Regions from separate parts of the Mus musculus genome. Here regions 1, 2 and 3 are each linked to region 4. A link is a contact called in public HiChIP or PLAC-seq and promoter capture Hi-C data. All regions are on one chromosome and are shown on one strand. Each heading gives the region's core, a stretch centred on a gene start, on an enhancer-like site or on the middle of the called end of the contact. The rest is flanking DNA. Distances are from core to core; before and after follow the strand shown.

Region 1 (3,568 bases), core at 321-2,820, 170 kb after region 4:
TTTAAAATTTAGGTCAAGAACTTGAATATACATATTTACATTCTGTAGGAGAAATTACCTATAGATTTTCCAACATGAACCTTTGGCTGTCTTTGCAACAGGAAAACGTGCTATCCTGGTAAGCTTGCTATCCCAGCCTGAGTCAGACCCAGCAGGAGGAGAGATAAAAGTGACATAAAGGCGATCTGATTAAGTAGAGAAGTTCCAACAAGTAGATGGGTAAACTGACATTCCTTCTGTAGACGTCGTTCAGCTATAGATGGGTGAAGCTGATGTTCTGGCCTGAATACCGAGAGCCTGCACTTCTTTCCTCTGCCAAGCACTAAAGCATTGTCCATAACTTTAACTTCAGCAGCCTTGCCTGCTTTGGGCTTCCAGCCTTGCTTTAAGTTCCAGGAAGGGTCACGGAGGAGCAGAATTTCCTGCACACTGAATGATGTCAGTCAGAAAACTCTAACCTATTCAAGTAGTTCTATGTTTTTATTTATTCTATTGTTAATAAACACAGTAATGAGCTCACTGTGTTGCTCTCACAGATATGGATCACTCCACTTTGTCCTACCTGTCTTGATCTGCAATATGCTTCCTCCATTCATTCATTTGTTTTCTTTATTTGTTTATTTAATCTCTTTATCTATTTATTTGCTGTGTGTGCACATGCATGTACAATGTGTGCACATATGTGATTGTGCATGTACAAGTATACATGTATGTGCATGTATGTGTACAAGTGTGTGTGCATCTGTGTGTGTGTACATCCATGTGTGTGTACATGTGTATGCATGTGTGCATGCATGTGTGTACATGTGTATATAAGTGTGTGCATGCATGTGTAGATGTGTGTGCATGCATGTGTAGATGTGTGTGCATGTGTCCATATGTGTGTACAATTGTGTGCATATGTGAGCATGTGTGTATGCATGTGTGCATGTATGTGTTTGTATGTGTACATACACACTCATGTCACTATTCATTTGTGGGATGACCTGGTCCCACAAATGGTTGTTCTTCAGTGACAGGTCCCTGAGGGAGAGAAAGGGGGAATGAGAAAAAGAAAGAAAATAGGAAAGTTAGGACTTGGAGGTCTTGCAAGAGTTGATGGCTTATGCCAAGCAAGCTTATTGATAGCTACAGCATTTTATGTCCTATTTGCAGTGGGGAAATGGATCAGAGTCAGCAGAAAACTATCACATAATGGGATGAAGTCAGTAGGAAGCTAATCAAGCAATGCTACACAAAGGGAGCTCAGGGCATCTCAAGTGCACCACAGACAGTGCATGCAGAGGCCTTCAGACTGATAACTCCAGTCTCTTCAGAGGCAGGGATGTCAGGTTCTCATGAACCAAACCTTAACTCCTTCAAAGCCCTGGCCCCAGCCCCAGATTGAACCTTGTTAACTCTACTCCATGGGCAAGAACAGAGAACTAGGTTCCTTTTGTCCTTCAATCAAGGCCTCTGAGGAAGCCTGGGACTGGCCTGGCTCCCAGCCGTGGAGGTAAGAAGACAGTTTGCAAGAGTCACTTCTCTACTTTCACCATGTGGGTCCTGGGTATTGGACGGAGGCCATCAAGCTTTGTCTTGTGAGCCTTTACTCACTGAACTATCTCACGAGAATTGCTCAAGTATGGGTGAATAGTATCCTAGTGTCCAAAGCCTGCCAAGGAAGCTGGATGGTTTACATGTAAGTGTTGACCTAGGGACTCAGAACCAAGACTGAAAGTGTGTTACAGGGGTTAAAGATGGAACAACTTGACCATTGATTGATCTTCAAACTTCAAATTTTTTAGCAAGGTTTTTCTTTCCCTTAAAACTTAGTTATTTTTCCTTAGTTACTGAGAAAGGAAGCTCTTTATTTTATAATAGTGAGCAAGTTATATTTAATTGGAAATATGAAAAAGATTTAATACATTCTGATACTTATTTTTAAAAAATAAGTTAACTGAGTAAAATTCATGATTAAACTGTTAATACTTAAATTACTTTGTTTGTGGAAGAACAGCAGCATACCATCAGAAAGAACACTGCTGTCATGGCAACCCAGAGAGCACAGCTTTCCACAAAGCACAGGCTTCCTTTCAATTTAACCATTACAGTCAAAAGAACATCTCACTTCTTTCTCTTCTGTGCCTGCAGAACTCTGAAGAGATTTAATCTTTCTAAAAATAATAAAGCCACGGGGGCTAGAGAGGTCTTTACGGTTGAGAACGTTCACTGCTCTGGCAGGTTACCCATGCTCAGTTCCCAGCACCCGTGTCAGGCAGCCCACAAATACCTGTAACTCCAGCTCCAGGGGACCCCACACTGTCTTCTGGACTCTACAGGTACTTGGACTCACATATGCACAAAGGCACACACACAGCAAACACATGAGCACATAATTAAGGTTTTATTAAGAAAAATTAAGTAAATAATAGAGGCTGAGTGTAGCAAAATTGGAAGAGTGCTGCCTGACATCCACAGAGCCCTGTATTTGATCATCAGCACCACATTTGTGGGAAAGGGCAGTGCACACTGCAATCTCAGCTCTTAGGTGGCAGAGGCAGGAGGACCCGAAGTTCAAGGTTGTCCTTGGACACACACACAGTGAATCTGAGACCAATTTCCACCTATATGAGGCCTTGTCTCAAAAATCAACAAATCGAAAAACAAATATCAAATAAAAACTAATGAAGAACATTACGATATTTTTAATATAGTACTATGGATTCTTTCCTATATGAAGGGGTTATTAACAGTGGAAGAATGAATACTTTGGGTTTACTTTGGAGCTGTGCTAGATAGTTTTAAATCTTAACATGCCACAGCCTAGAATTATTTGAGAAGAGAATCTCAATTGAGGAATTGCCTACATCAGAGTGGCCTGTTGGCACATCACTGAGGGTCGGGGGAGGTTTGTCTTAACTTTCCCTTAGTGTGGTAGGGCCTAGCCCACTGTGGGTGGCACCATTCCTTAGGTAGATGTTCCTAAAATGTATCACCTAATCAGCTGAACATGTCTTCCTGTCAAGCAATAGCAGCACCCTCTGTGGTTCTTATCATGACTCTTTGGCTGTGTTGTGAATTCGTGTTGTGAATTCGTTAGTTGGTGGTAACACTGCGTAGCCTGCCATGCAGTTCCTGTGTTAATGTTCTTGCATCAGTGACTGACTATGACACAGAACTAGAAGCCCTGTCCTCCCCTACATTGCTTCTAGTCAGAATGTTTTATCACAAACAATAGAAATGAACCTAGAACATAATCATCTTGACTTTATCAAAGGTAGAATTGGTTTACAAGAAATCACAGCACATATGTGTCAAACCATATTGGATATACATGAAACCATATTGCATATACTTGAAATTTATAGTAATGAATTATTATATATTTTAACATATTTTTCAAATAAGCATATTAGGTTATTTGTGTATTAAAACATCACATTATATATACATATATATATAAAAAGAAATATGCTTTATATACACACCCATCTTATTTTTACATTTGTAATAAATTTTAAGAAGCTAGTAAAGTTCAAATAATAGTCAAAATTCAATGCAAATTTTGACTTTTTTATAAAATAAA
Region 2 (3,796 bases), core at 713-3,212, 240 kb after region 4:
GGATGTGGCCAGCAGAGGTAATACTTGCATGTGAGAAAGGCACTTAGCATTCTGCTGATAGAAAGAAGAATCTCTCCAGAGTGGATGTAGAGGCTCTGGGTGGAAGGAATCCAAGCTGCTTGAGTGATCACATGACATTTATGATAATGGCGCTCTTCCCTTCTTCACTGTGGGGGATTGAACAGCAACTGCTGGTCAATTATTGCAGTAACTAGAAAATAAGAATAGGAATTCTTGTTATGCAAGTTGATCTCTGTAAACCTTGGGTTAACATTATACATATAAAAATACCACGATTTTCAGTTTATTTTTCCAGTTGAATGGGTTAGTCCAGTACTTAAAAAGTACCTCAACTTGGAGCCCAAAGTCAGTTTTGGTTTTTGATGTTTTCCTGGAGTAATTACTCTTATTAGCTGAGAAGATAGATAGGGGTGTTTCTGCAGATAAGCCCAGAAGTTTGTGGTCCTACTGTGAGAAACCCAAAAGTAATGAAAAACTTTCTGAAGATGGGGTGAGGAGTCTGAGCTGGGCACCCATGGTTAATGCCCTCTGTTGGAGATTTCTGTCTGAGAAACCTCAACTGGAAGCCAAGCTTTTCTTTAGATTTCCAACTCCTCAGATTATGAGCAAAACACAAGCACATTAAGTCAGTGTACCTGAAGGAAAAACAGCCAAGAACCAGATGGTCTCAGAACAGCACCTAGGAGCCATGCTCAGCTCTGGGAACAGCACCTAGGAGCCACGCTCAGCACTGTCTCTTGGTGATATTTGTGTTGTTTTGGCCAGGAGATGTAGCTGAGTAGGTGTGTGATCTATATTATGTAGAAACCTCAGGGAGTTTGAAGGATTATCCTTTATGTTGCCTAGAACAAATTGGTGTTTTGTTAATCCTGAGATTCACCAGAAAAAGAAAAACAAAACAAACAAACAAAAACCCCAAAACACAGTTCCACCATTTTAGGTCAAATTTAAAGTAAGCTTTATTAAATATTAAATAATGACCAAGAGATGGACTTTGGTCAGGACCATTCCTTAGGGTTACCCAGCTGAATGGCTCAGAGGCACATGTTGCAGGGGTTTACAAAGATAAATCAATAAGCCACTGTATTTTCCCATGAACCTTTGTTATTTTCCAAGAACTACAACTCCCAGCATTCCAGGAAGTTTCCTGGTTCTTTGGCAGGTGGGGCGTACAGGTGAATTCTGGGACTTACACTTTCCCCTTCATAGGGAGAAATTTCCTGTCCCTAAGTAAGGCCACTCACTCATGTAATGTTTTAAAAAACAAAGTTAGTTCTAGGATGACTTTTCGATTCTGTCTGGATAAGCAAGGGACTGTTTCTACTCAAATAAGTATAATTAAACACTTCAAATTTTATTCATTTCACTTTTAGATTTCTTAATGTAATATTGTAGGTATTTGAGATGTGCAACATAGAGGGTTTTTAAGCTAGAGATTGAACCCAGGGCTCCACACCCAACAGGAAGCATTCTTCCAACCAAGCTATATCCCTAGCCCCAACAGGCATTCACTATTAACACATCTGTATAATTCTTTTCACAATTAATCTGATTAGCATTCATCTCTTGACATAATTGCCTTTTGTGAGGGGGTGAAAGCACTTATGATGTGCTCTGGAGAAAATTTCAAGTGTGCAGTGCACACCCCATGCTGTACCTGAGTCTGTGCTGTGACTTTACAGCTCTCACGTGCTCCTGGCTCCTCCAGGCTCCTGTCCTGTGTGCTATGCTGAACTAAATCCCCTGCCCCTTCCCTCTATCCCTAAAAGTTTATAAAAAGTCAGACGCTTCTTGTTCTAGAAATTAATACAAGGCTCTCCCGGAGATGGCTCTGGTATTTGGTCCAGAGATGAAGGCTGCTATCTGGAGAGGTTCCTCTGCCCCACACCCAGAGATGGCACTCTCCCTCACCCGCCCCTTGCATAATGGTACTCTCTCCCCCTCCCTCCCCATGTCCTTTTCCCTCTCCTCTCTCCCTCTCCCCTCAAGGCTTTGAAGGGAGCCTCTCCCTCTCCTTCCCTTTAAGGCTCATCACCTTTGGCTCTCCACCACTGTTCTCTTTCCCTCCAAGGCTCTCCCTCCCACCTCAGGCCTTGAAGCCTTCTCATTCAGATAAACCTCATTCCTGAAGGGAATTATGAATAATGTGTCTTTCCTGGGCCAGCTGTTGCTGTCATCCCCTGTTTTACTTAAAATTTATCTCTTGATCTATGTCTTCCTGCTTCCCCCACCCCCACCCCCACCCGGGTTTCTTCCTACTGTTCAGGTTTCTGCCTGTGAATGTCATTCTTGTCAGAGTTCACACATTAGTGAGATCAACTGATAAATGGTTTTGTGCCTGGGCAGTGTCACTTAGCCTAAGACCTCTGAATTTGCACACCAACACCCTCCCCCATTGTCACAAACAGTAGGACTTCCCGCCTTTAATGATGTTTTATGTGTATATAGAGTGTGCTTATGTTCTCACTTTCCTTAGCCATTCATGTGACAGATGCTTAGATTGTCTCTGCGACTTGGATATTGTGACTAACACTGCAGTCAATGTGGGAATGCAGACACCTCTTTATTTGTTCTGAGATGTGTCCCCAGAAGGGGCATTGCTGGTCATTTTAATTTCAGTGTTTTGAACAACCTATTTTCCATGATAATTGAGCTAATTTACATTCTTACCTACAAGGCACAAGGGGCCTCCTGCCCCACACTCTCAACACCTGTCACCACCAGGCATCCTGCGGTTCTATCTTAGGGGATGGTGTACTGAATGCTCCCTGTGAGAGAGGACTGGCCACAGGGGCCACACTACCCATTTTGTTTTCTTTGAAACCAGAAGGATCTTATCTGTCAAGTCATAGGCAAGAAACATTGTTTCACCAAAAGTAAAATAATTTCTTCAATTAAGTAGATTTTAAAAAATTCATTTCCACTATTTTGAGGATGGTTGCACCACATTTTTATTAACTAAAAATGTGTCATGCATTAACAGGATGACCGAGAGGCCAGTATCAAATGTCCTCCTGCTTTCCTTATCAGGCCCGATACATTTACACACTAAATCACATGCTCTGTCCGTCACACTTCTGTTTTGTAAGTCTTCCGTCTAAAAAGGGCGTATTTGGTTTCTGACTGAGATTTGAGCTGGTCTTTAAGCACCGGATGGTTTTAACTTTTTGTTGGGTTTTACTGTGCACATCTGTGCTTGCAAGATTTCTTGAAGTGTTGTTAGCATAAGAGGGACTGGCTTGTACCCAAGGACTCCACCCTAAATTCAGCCCTGGGTGTAGGAGTCCACCTGTGAGGTAATAAATATTTTCTCACCCAGGCCCCGGAGACAGCTGCTTCCCCATGCGTTTCTATGGCAGCTCTGTCGCCATTGAGGATCTTCACATTCAGCTTCATGTGTCCTATTATCTGCTCCACTGCATTTGTAAATTGCTCGTGTTAAAGAGCCATAAGCACAATCTGACAGGCCTGTTCCTCACATGTTAAAACAGTTAAGTTGTACCTTTAAGGGGAACACACTAATGATGTGAGAGCCAACTTCCCTAACCTGTGCCCAAGGACCAAGGCCGGCCTGAGCTGCCACTAACATACTTATGGTTAGTTTTTATGTCAACAGTCAGGTCTGACCATTTTCTCCTTGGCAGAGGGCTTTCGATGGCTGCTTCTCCACTCCACTAAGAGCACAACAGGTGCACGCTTTGGGAACCTGGAAAAGTCAGAGAGGATGCTAGATAGTAGCCCACATTCTCCAGGACGGTCAGGGATGCACATTTCC
Region 3 (3,323 bases), core at 403-2,902, 200 kb after region 4:
AGCAAGGACTGATAACTGCTCTTCTTGAGTGAAAGGCGGAGGACTGGTACTAAGAAGGAAGACCTGGATAAGTAGCACCTCCAGTTGGGATGTGCACCTCAGAGGTCCTTAACCACACTGGGCCATGGCAGATGTTAAGATGGTTGAGCAGCTTTGAAGGGTCCCCCAGACTCCCACCCCCATCTTCAGGGTTGATGCTCTCAGCAGGAGGATATTTTCACAACATTTGGGGTATGTGGCCCCTGTGGTCTTGCCTCTCACTGGAGAGAGGACAAGATCTTGACAAGTGTGACCAGGATACACCTATTATTTCAGTGGACAAAGAAAGGATTTGCCATTGCACGGAGCAGTGGGCCAGTCAAGAAGAAAATCTTTCTTTTTTTGTTTTGTTTTGTTTTGTTTTGTTTTGTTGTTTTTTTTTTTTTTTTTTGGTTTTCCAAGACAGGGTTTCTCTGTATAGCCCTGGCTGTCCTGGAACTCACTTTGTAGACCAGGCTGGCCTCGAACTCAGAGATCCACCTGCCTTTGCCTCCCGAGTGCTGGGATTAAAGGCGTATGCCAATCTTTCCTTGATAATATTTTATATTAATTTATTTGCTACTTCTTTGGCTTCTATACTTATAAGATCTTTGTTTTTAAATGCAGGTGACCCAAGGAGGTATGACCCAGATTTCCAGGGACCTACTGCCAAAAGGTAAACGACTTTTTTTCTAGTGAATGCATTTATTTAAAAAACAACCACCAAAAGTTTATTTGGGGTACATCATTTTGTAGCGCATGGAGAATTTTGTCTATTGTCAGGGACAAATACCTCATTTCTGCCCGAACATAACCTTACTTATGTAGGAAACATACAGAGAATAAATCTCTCCTCAAATCATGAACACTGTGCTCATTCAGCAAATGATCTGTCTTTAGTCACTAGACCGAGAGCTTGTGTTTGCCAAGAGTAAAAGCCCAAGAAATGCTTTCTGCAGCTTATCCTCCCTGTGGAGACGAGACGCATTCAGGTGGCTATTTTGTGTGTCTGTGAGCTCTGTGACTCACTGTGGCCGATGCAGAGTTGCTATGCCAACCTCTTCCACACCAGGCATGTGTGCCACTCAGCTTCCAGAAGCAAGGACCGTCTTGGAGACCATCATCCTCCGACGTCTCATGGGTCTTCAGGACACTGGAGTGCTCCAGAGAAATAACCATGCCTTTGCTGGTGCTCCCCTCCCCCAGCACTGGGTGACATTTCAATTTCAGCCAATACTTTAACCCTCTTATGATGTAACCTATCCTTCATTCTCAGGCTTCCAGCTAATCAGAGACATGGCTGTGGGTGGAACAGCTAAACAGGACAGGATTATGCAGCTGGTAGCTGTTTTCTGCTGGGCCTTGACTTTGATTTTTGGCAGTCGTATGTCATAATAAACCATGGTGCAAAATAATGATCAGCACTCTCATTTGCACTTGCCAATCATTGGGATGTGTGCCAGCCGTTCCTGCAATTTCCCTCAAATCTCCCAGCTTTAAGCAGCTTATTTTAATTCTGTAAAATGTCAGGCCGTTTGTTCAGGCTCCTCATCCACAGGTCCACTTCCTTAGGGGAGGGGTCTGGAGCCTCTGTCAGTCTCTCTGTGGTAATACTGTGAGTGTGCTCTGTTGCCTGGAGTGCGGGCAGCCTTGCTCAGCGTGGTCCTCAAGCTTCATAGTAACTAATTGACAAGGACTGAAAGTAGCCTGTTGTCCCTCAGGGACCACTAAATATCATTCATCTTTGGCAAGAATAACAGTTACAGTAAGCCACCTGTCACATTTAGGCAGAGGAAGTGTGAATTTCAAGTGTTCCTCTCCTAGCCATAGAGAAGGCAGATGAGACAGGCCTGATTGATTTTATGGAAATAAATTGAGATCTCCCCACACTCACGTTCCATCATGTGGCCACATATTGGTCAATAGTGAACCGTGAGTATGGCACTGGTTACACCAGAGCATTATGGATCATGTGGTCAACAGCAATGTGTCATTGAAGCGTCCCTGTCCGGTGGCATCACAATAACCACGCTGTCCTCATCTATAACACACGTTGTGTAGACATTTTGAGATGCACATGCTCTCACTGTTGGGTTATAGTAGAACACTACAGTATTCATCATAGTAGCTTGATGTATAGGTCTGTGGCTGAGGAACACTAGGTGAGGCCATATAAGTCGTATGTGCCTATGTGCCTATGGGCCATTAGCCTATGGATGTAGTGTGCATTGTCTACCATCCAGGTTCATGTAATCCACCCTACAATATTCTCTCAGTGCCAGAGAACTTAATGATGCACTCCTTAGAAAGATCCCTATGGTTAATAGACACATGGCTAAGGACCCTGTGAGATGGCACAGTGGGTAGGGGCACTTGCCACGGAGCCTGAGGACCCAAGTTCCATCCCCAGAGCTGGATGAGTGGAGGAGAGAAGACAATGGCTTATACAAGTTGTCCTTGAACTTCACACATACACACTGTAGTGGTGTATCCACGGTTACACACACATGCATACATGCACACACGCACACACGCACAGACACACTAAACTCCAAACACCCATGATAGTCACTGTGAGGAAATAACTTTAATTCTGGGCTTTGGGGATGGAACTTCAGACACCACATAGGTGTTTCTGTGGATATACCTCCCGCCACCACCTGAGGACTGACTGAATGCAGGCCTGCACAGAAGCAAGCTGTTGGGAGACTCAGGAGGCTGTGAAGGCAGCAGGCTTCTTCTGACCCTTACTAGGGAAGTAATTGGGACACTTAAAGAACAAAAGAAACTGTCCTCACTGGCAAATCCCTTGCCCAGAACAGCAGGAGGGCTGGCTTCAAAGGAGCCAGAGAGAAAGCAAACAAAGTGAGACACCCCCTTCCCCTTCCAGCCATTGAATCTCACCAGGAAGCAGCCTAATGACAGCAAGCTAAGGGTACAGCAAACTGTGGGTACAGGTCTCCCCAGGGCTTCAGGCAGTCTCCACCACTCCCTTTTGTCTACCTGCTGGGCTCTCCCCTCTGTGCACAAGCACAGTACTTCCTGTCTGGTTGTCTCATCTACTCTTGCTTACTTAAAATAGATTGTCTGGAGCAAGCGCCATAATATTGACTAAAAGGTGATTTGATCATTATGGGTTTTTTTTTCCCTGTTCCATTTGAAAAAGTTGGATGCCAGGCCATGAAAGTTGCCTTCTATACTCAATAATCGTAAAAGGTCGGTTAGTGTTGGGTCGATCCTGCAGAAGCACTGCGTGTGGGTGCAGATGTGGCAGCCGTAGAGGGTGGGAGCCAGTACAGGAGCAG
Region 4 (3,715 bases), core at 900-3,399:
GCTACCGACTTCAAGTAACCCGAATAAAATCCCTCACAGGCCTGCCCAGCAGCCTGGGTTTCAGTTGATTCCAGGTGTAATCAAACTAACAACCAGGACTAATTGGCCATCACAGTCCAATATTTGTTTTGTAGACAAGGTCTACTATGTAGTCCTGGCTGGCCTGGAGCTCACTAGGTGGACGTCTCTGCCTCTGCCCCTCTGCCCCTCTGCCCCTCTGCCCCTCTGCCCCTCTGCCCCTCTGCCTCTCTCTCTGCCTCTCTCTCTCTGCCTCTCTCTCTGCCCCTCTCTCTCTGCCTCTCTCTCTGCCTCTCTCTCTCTGACTCTCTCTGACTCTCTCTGACTCTCTGCCTCTCTCTCTGCCTCTCTCTCTGCCCCTCTGCCCCTCTGCCCCCTCTGCCTCTGCCTCTGCCCCTCTGCCCCTGACTCTGCCTCTCTGCCTCCCTCTGCCTCCCTCTGCCTCCCTCTGCCTCCCTCTGCCTCCCTCTGCCTCTGTGCCTCTGCCTTTCCTGCCTTTCCTGCCTCTCTTGCTTCTTGCGTCTTCGTGCCTCTGCCTCTCTGCCTCTCTGCCTCTTTGCCTCTCTGCCTCTCTGCCTCTCTGCCTCTCTGCCTCTCTGCCTCTCTGCCTCTCTGCCTCTCTGCCTCTCTGCCTCTCTGCCTCTCTGCCTCTCTGCCTCTCTGCCTCTCTGCCTCTCTGCCTCTCTGCCTCTCAGGCACTAGATGACAGGTCTGAGTCACATTGCTTGCTTGAAATATCTCAGACTCTTTGACATGACGTTTGACAGGACCAGAAAACAGAAAACCACCAGAGGAATTAAGTGACTCACCCAATCTTACAGAGGTATAATGACCCAAGTCTAGAACTTATCAGTGGTTTTTGACTCTGGTGTTTTTTTTTTTTTTTTTTTTTTTTTTTTTCTATTAAACTATACTAGATCTGGGATAACCTTCTGTCAATGGGTATTGAGTTGTAATCACCGATGTCTTAGTTAGGGTTTTACTGCTGTGGACAGACACCATGACCAAGGCAACTCTTATAAGGACAACATTTAATTGGGCTGGCTTACAGGTTCAGAGTTTCAGTCCATTATCATCAAGGTGGGATCAGGGCAGCATCTAGGCAGGCATGATGCAGGCAGAGCTGAGAGTTCTACATCTTTATCTGAAGACCACTTCCACAGTAACACACCCACTCCAACAAAGCCACACCTTCAAATAGTGCCACTCCCTGAGTTGAGCATATACAAACCATCACAGCTGAATATTAGATAGATTGTATGGGAAGCTGTACTTAGGAACAAGAAAAGAAAAATGTGAATTGGAAGTGCTTTGGACTATTAAACCACCTCTACAGTGTAGATTTAAACTCATGGCCATCCTCGTGCCTCTGTCTCCCGAATGCTTGGATCCCAGACACTAGTCCCGCATCTGCCACTCTTTTAAAGCCCTGACTCCTTTATATTTTCAGATTAGCCCTAAACTTTAGCTTTTCCTGTTGCCTGGGGGCAGTAGCAGGATATACCAACCTGCCCCTCGTTAGCACCCAGGAGGGGACAGTTCCAGGGAACTTGAAACTTTGCCAGTAGGCCTCCTAACCAGAGCGAGAAAGAATGGGACCCCAGGGCCTAAGTTTCTGTAGGAGGTTAAGAAATCAGGGCACCAACTCTAACCCAGATAGGCAAACTTTATTTGCCTTTTCCTGGCAGCTCAAGAAGCGATGCTGAACTCTCAAAATGAAGAGCCTTGGGACCCGAGCAAGGTCACCTGCCAGGGTCTGGTGACAGGCCATTTGTGGGAATTCACTTCTCTTTCCCTGCAGGTCCTCCAGCTTAACATCTTCCCTCAGGAGGACCAGAAGTAGCTGACACTCCAGCGCATCGCCCAGGTGTGATTCAGGGTCTGCGGAGGAGGACTGCTCTTTTAGGTGATGGACAGATCCTGTCTCAGTCAGCTGGGGACCCCGGTGCCCTTGAGAAACAGGAATGCCAGACTGGGGTTCAGTCCAACAGCCCCCTTGAATCCTGCTGACTGGAATGTCCCTGCCGTCCTCAGCCGCTACCAACTGTCGCTGGACGAGGGTGCCGTGCCAGGGCTGGCGGCGCCCGTGGGACGGAGGGCTCGGCGAGTGGGGAGGGGGACGCGTGGGGAGGGCGGGCGCGCGATCGAGGGAGGTGGGCGCTGGGTTGGCGCTCCGGGGACCCGGCGCTGCGCCTCCAGTAGAGGCGCCGCACAGCAGAGGGGGCCGCCGTGGCCGCCGCAGAGCGTGCGGGGGCTCGGTCTGGCGGCGGGCAGCTGAGGGGCGACTGCGCCCGCGCAGCAGAGCCGAGTGGAGTGGAGCGCGCAACCTGACCGCCGCCGCCTGGCATATGCCATCACCGCCACAAAGAGCTCGCTGAGCTCAGGCGACGGAGCTCCCGGGGCTGCGCGGCACAGGAGGCTCTGCGCGGCGGACCCGGGGGGGAAGGGACCAGACTGAGGATGGCCCGGAAGAGAAAGCCCCCCAGCAGCCAGGGTGAGTCCTTCTCGTCTCCACCTCCATATCCACGTCTCCGCTGGCGGTATCGCAGCCTGGCTTGGCCAAGTGGCAGGTAGCAGCGGGCAAGAGTTTGCCTTCTGCAGGGGATGGGTTGGGGAGAGACTCTTCTGCACACGGTTGTCTCCCTCGGCCTCGGGGACTCTTGAGAAGGAGTTTGTCTCTGGTTTGGAACCTGGAGACTCTTGTCACCACACTCCCTTTCTACACTGCGGCTTGGGGATCGGGTATCTGTTGCATTTTGCCTGGCTCCTGAGGAGAAGTGACTTGGTTGCTAGAGTCAGTCTCTCTCCCTCTCCTGTTCCAACCTCTATCTCTCTATCTTCATCTCCTCTCATCTGTCTCTTTTCCTAAAGCCCTGATTCTTTCCCCTCCTTCATCTCCCGGGGCACGCGGGGAGGGGCGGCTGCGGGGGGGGGGGGGCAGGCAAGTTCTGCATCCATTTTCTTAATCTTCCCATCCCTGGTTGTCTGGCTGTCTCTCTCCCCACCCCAACCTATTGTCAAGGGCCTTGCTACTAGCCAGATCCTTGTGGGCTCTTGTCCAGACGGGCTTGGACTCCAACTGGGTCATCCCCCTGTTGCTTCTTTGGAAATACATTTGCCAAAAGTTGGAAAGTTGAGGGGTGGAAAGGATGCTGGAAGGTTGTGGGAAGAGCTTGTTGCTAGGGTAACTCGAGGCACCTCTGCTCACTTTGGGCGAAACCAGGGAAAACCTGCCTCCTGCTTGGCTCCCATCAGCCCTGGGGAACAGGTGCGCGGAGCGCAAACTCAGCGAGGTAGTGACTCGCTGCCAGATCCTTCCCTGGCTGCAGCACTGGGGACAGAGGGAAGGGGGTGACAAGGCACCAAGCAGCACGAGAAGGGCATGCATATACAGACAGGAACCCGAGGGTTGTTTCCAGGAAGAACGATCAATGTTTAAAGTTGGTTTGCAACGCAGTGGACCTCATAGCCTGTGGGACAGAGACTCCTTACACCCCTTGGGGTTATCCCTTGGGGTCATCCCGCGGTGAGAGCTAGGCCTAGGATGAAATGTGTTGCTTTGGACCACAGCAGTGCAAGGACCTTGGGTTTGCTTCTTGTTCTTTTCCCTAGTTTTTGCTGGGGATTCCAGTTTACTTAAGTGCTCTGCCTGGATGTCAGGATTTTGAATGGCTTACTGGAAAGGGTTAAAAATCAT

Evidence for each region. Promoter capture Hi-C pulls out the DNA fragments that hold promoters and counts their contacts. HiChIP or PLAC-seq counts read pairs in DNA pulled down with a chosen protein or histone mark.
Region 1: an H3K27ac HiChIP or PLAC-seq map of neural progenitor cells shows a contact between it and region 4, with 3 times the contacts expected there. The contact joins the enhancer-like site here to the promoter of Slc44a5 in region 4. A contact is called at or near these places in 7 of 39 promoter capture datasets (the C10 cell line, cranial neural crest, embryonic stem cells and 4 more), 4 of 484 Hi-C or Micro-C datasets (cortical neurons, forebrain, nephron progenitors and 1 more) and 7 of 115 datasets of contacts at active chromatin or transcription factors (VIP interneurons, embryonic forebrain, embryonic hindbrain and 3 more).
Region 2: a promoter capture Hi-C map of stem cell-derived epiblast-like cells shows a contact between it and region 4, with 3 times the contacts expected there. The contact joins the enhancer-like site here to the promoter of Slc44a5 in region 4. A contact is called at or near these places in 19 of 39 promoter capture datasets (the 3T3-L1 cell line, 3T3-L1-derived adipocytes, the C10 cell line and 11 more), 2 of 484 Hi-C or Micro-C datasets (Th2 cells and embryonic fibroblasts), 15 of 115 datasets of contacts at active chromatin or transcription factors (the SCID.adh cell line, SST interneurons, bone marrow-derived macrophages and 11 more) and 1 of 9 other capture datasets (embryonic stem cells).
Region 3: an H3K27ac HiChIP or PLAC-seq map of VIP interneurons shows a contact between it and region 4, with 4 times the contacts expected there. The contact joins the enhancer-like site here to the promoter of Slc44a5 in region 4. A contact is called at or near these places in 10 of 39 promoter capture datasets (the 3T3-L1 cell line, the C10 cell line, cranial neural crest and 6 more), 2 of 484 Hi-C or Micro-C datasets (bone marrow-derived dendritic cells and conventional dendritic cells), 21 of 115 datasets of contacts at active chromatin or transcription factors (SST interneurons, T-cell acute lymphoblastic leukemia, VIP interneurons and 11 more) and 1 of 9 other capture datasets (adipose tissue).

What each region holds. Positions count from the first base shown.
Region 1 is chr3:154,143,896-154,147,463 of GRCm38.p6, forward strand. The region is part of intron 1 of Slc44a5 (solute carrier family 44, member 5); the gene reads left to right. Among named protein-coding and RNA genes, the nearest start is that of Gm40185, 46 kb to the left of the region's middle. Within about 2 kb of position 1,571, at least 10 of the 459 cell types and tissues checked have an H3K27ac peak or open chromatin away from gene starts, as enhancers often do. A contact at or near this core is called in neural progenitor cells, where this site is marked.
Region 2 is chr3:154,207,524-154,211,319 of GRCm38.p6, forward strand. The region is part of intron 3 of Slc44a5 (solute carrier family 44, member 5); the gene reads left to right. Among named protein-coding and RNA genes, the nearest start is that of Gm40184, 4.4 kb to the left of the region's middle. Within about 2 kb of position 1,963, at least 22 of the 459 cell types and tissues checked have an H3K27ac peak or open chromatin away from gene starts, as enhancers often do. A contact at or near this core is called in the SCID.adh cell line, epiblast stem cells, stem cell-derived epiblast-like cells and 1 more, where this site is marked.
Region 3 is chr3:154,170,924-154,174,246 of GRCm38.p6, forward strand. It overlaps Slc44a5 (solute carrier family 44, member 5), which reads left to right. Exons shown (of 22, transcript NM_001081263.1): 2 at 646-694. Among named protein-coding and RNA genes, the nearest start is that of Gm32399, 21 kb to the right of the region's middle. Within about 2 kb of position 1,653, at least 72 of the 459 cell types and tissues checked have an H3K27ac peak or open chromatin away from gene starts, as enhancers often do. A contact at or near this core is called in SST interneurons, VIP interneurons, astrocytes and 5 more, where this site is marked.
Region 4 is chr3:153,971,287-153,975,001 of GRCm38.p6, forward strand. It overlaps Slc44a5 (solute carrier family 44, member 5), which reads left to right and starts at 2,150. Exons shown (of 22, transcript NM_001081263.1): 1 at 2,150-2,512. The coding sequence starts at 2,479.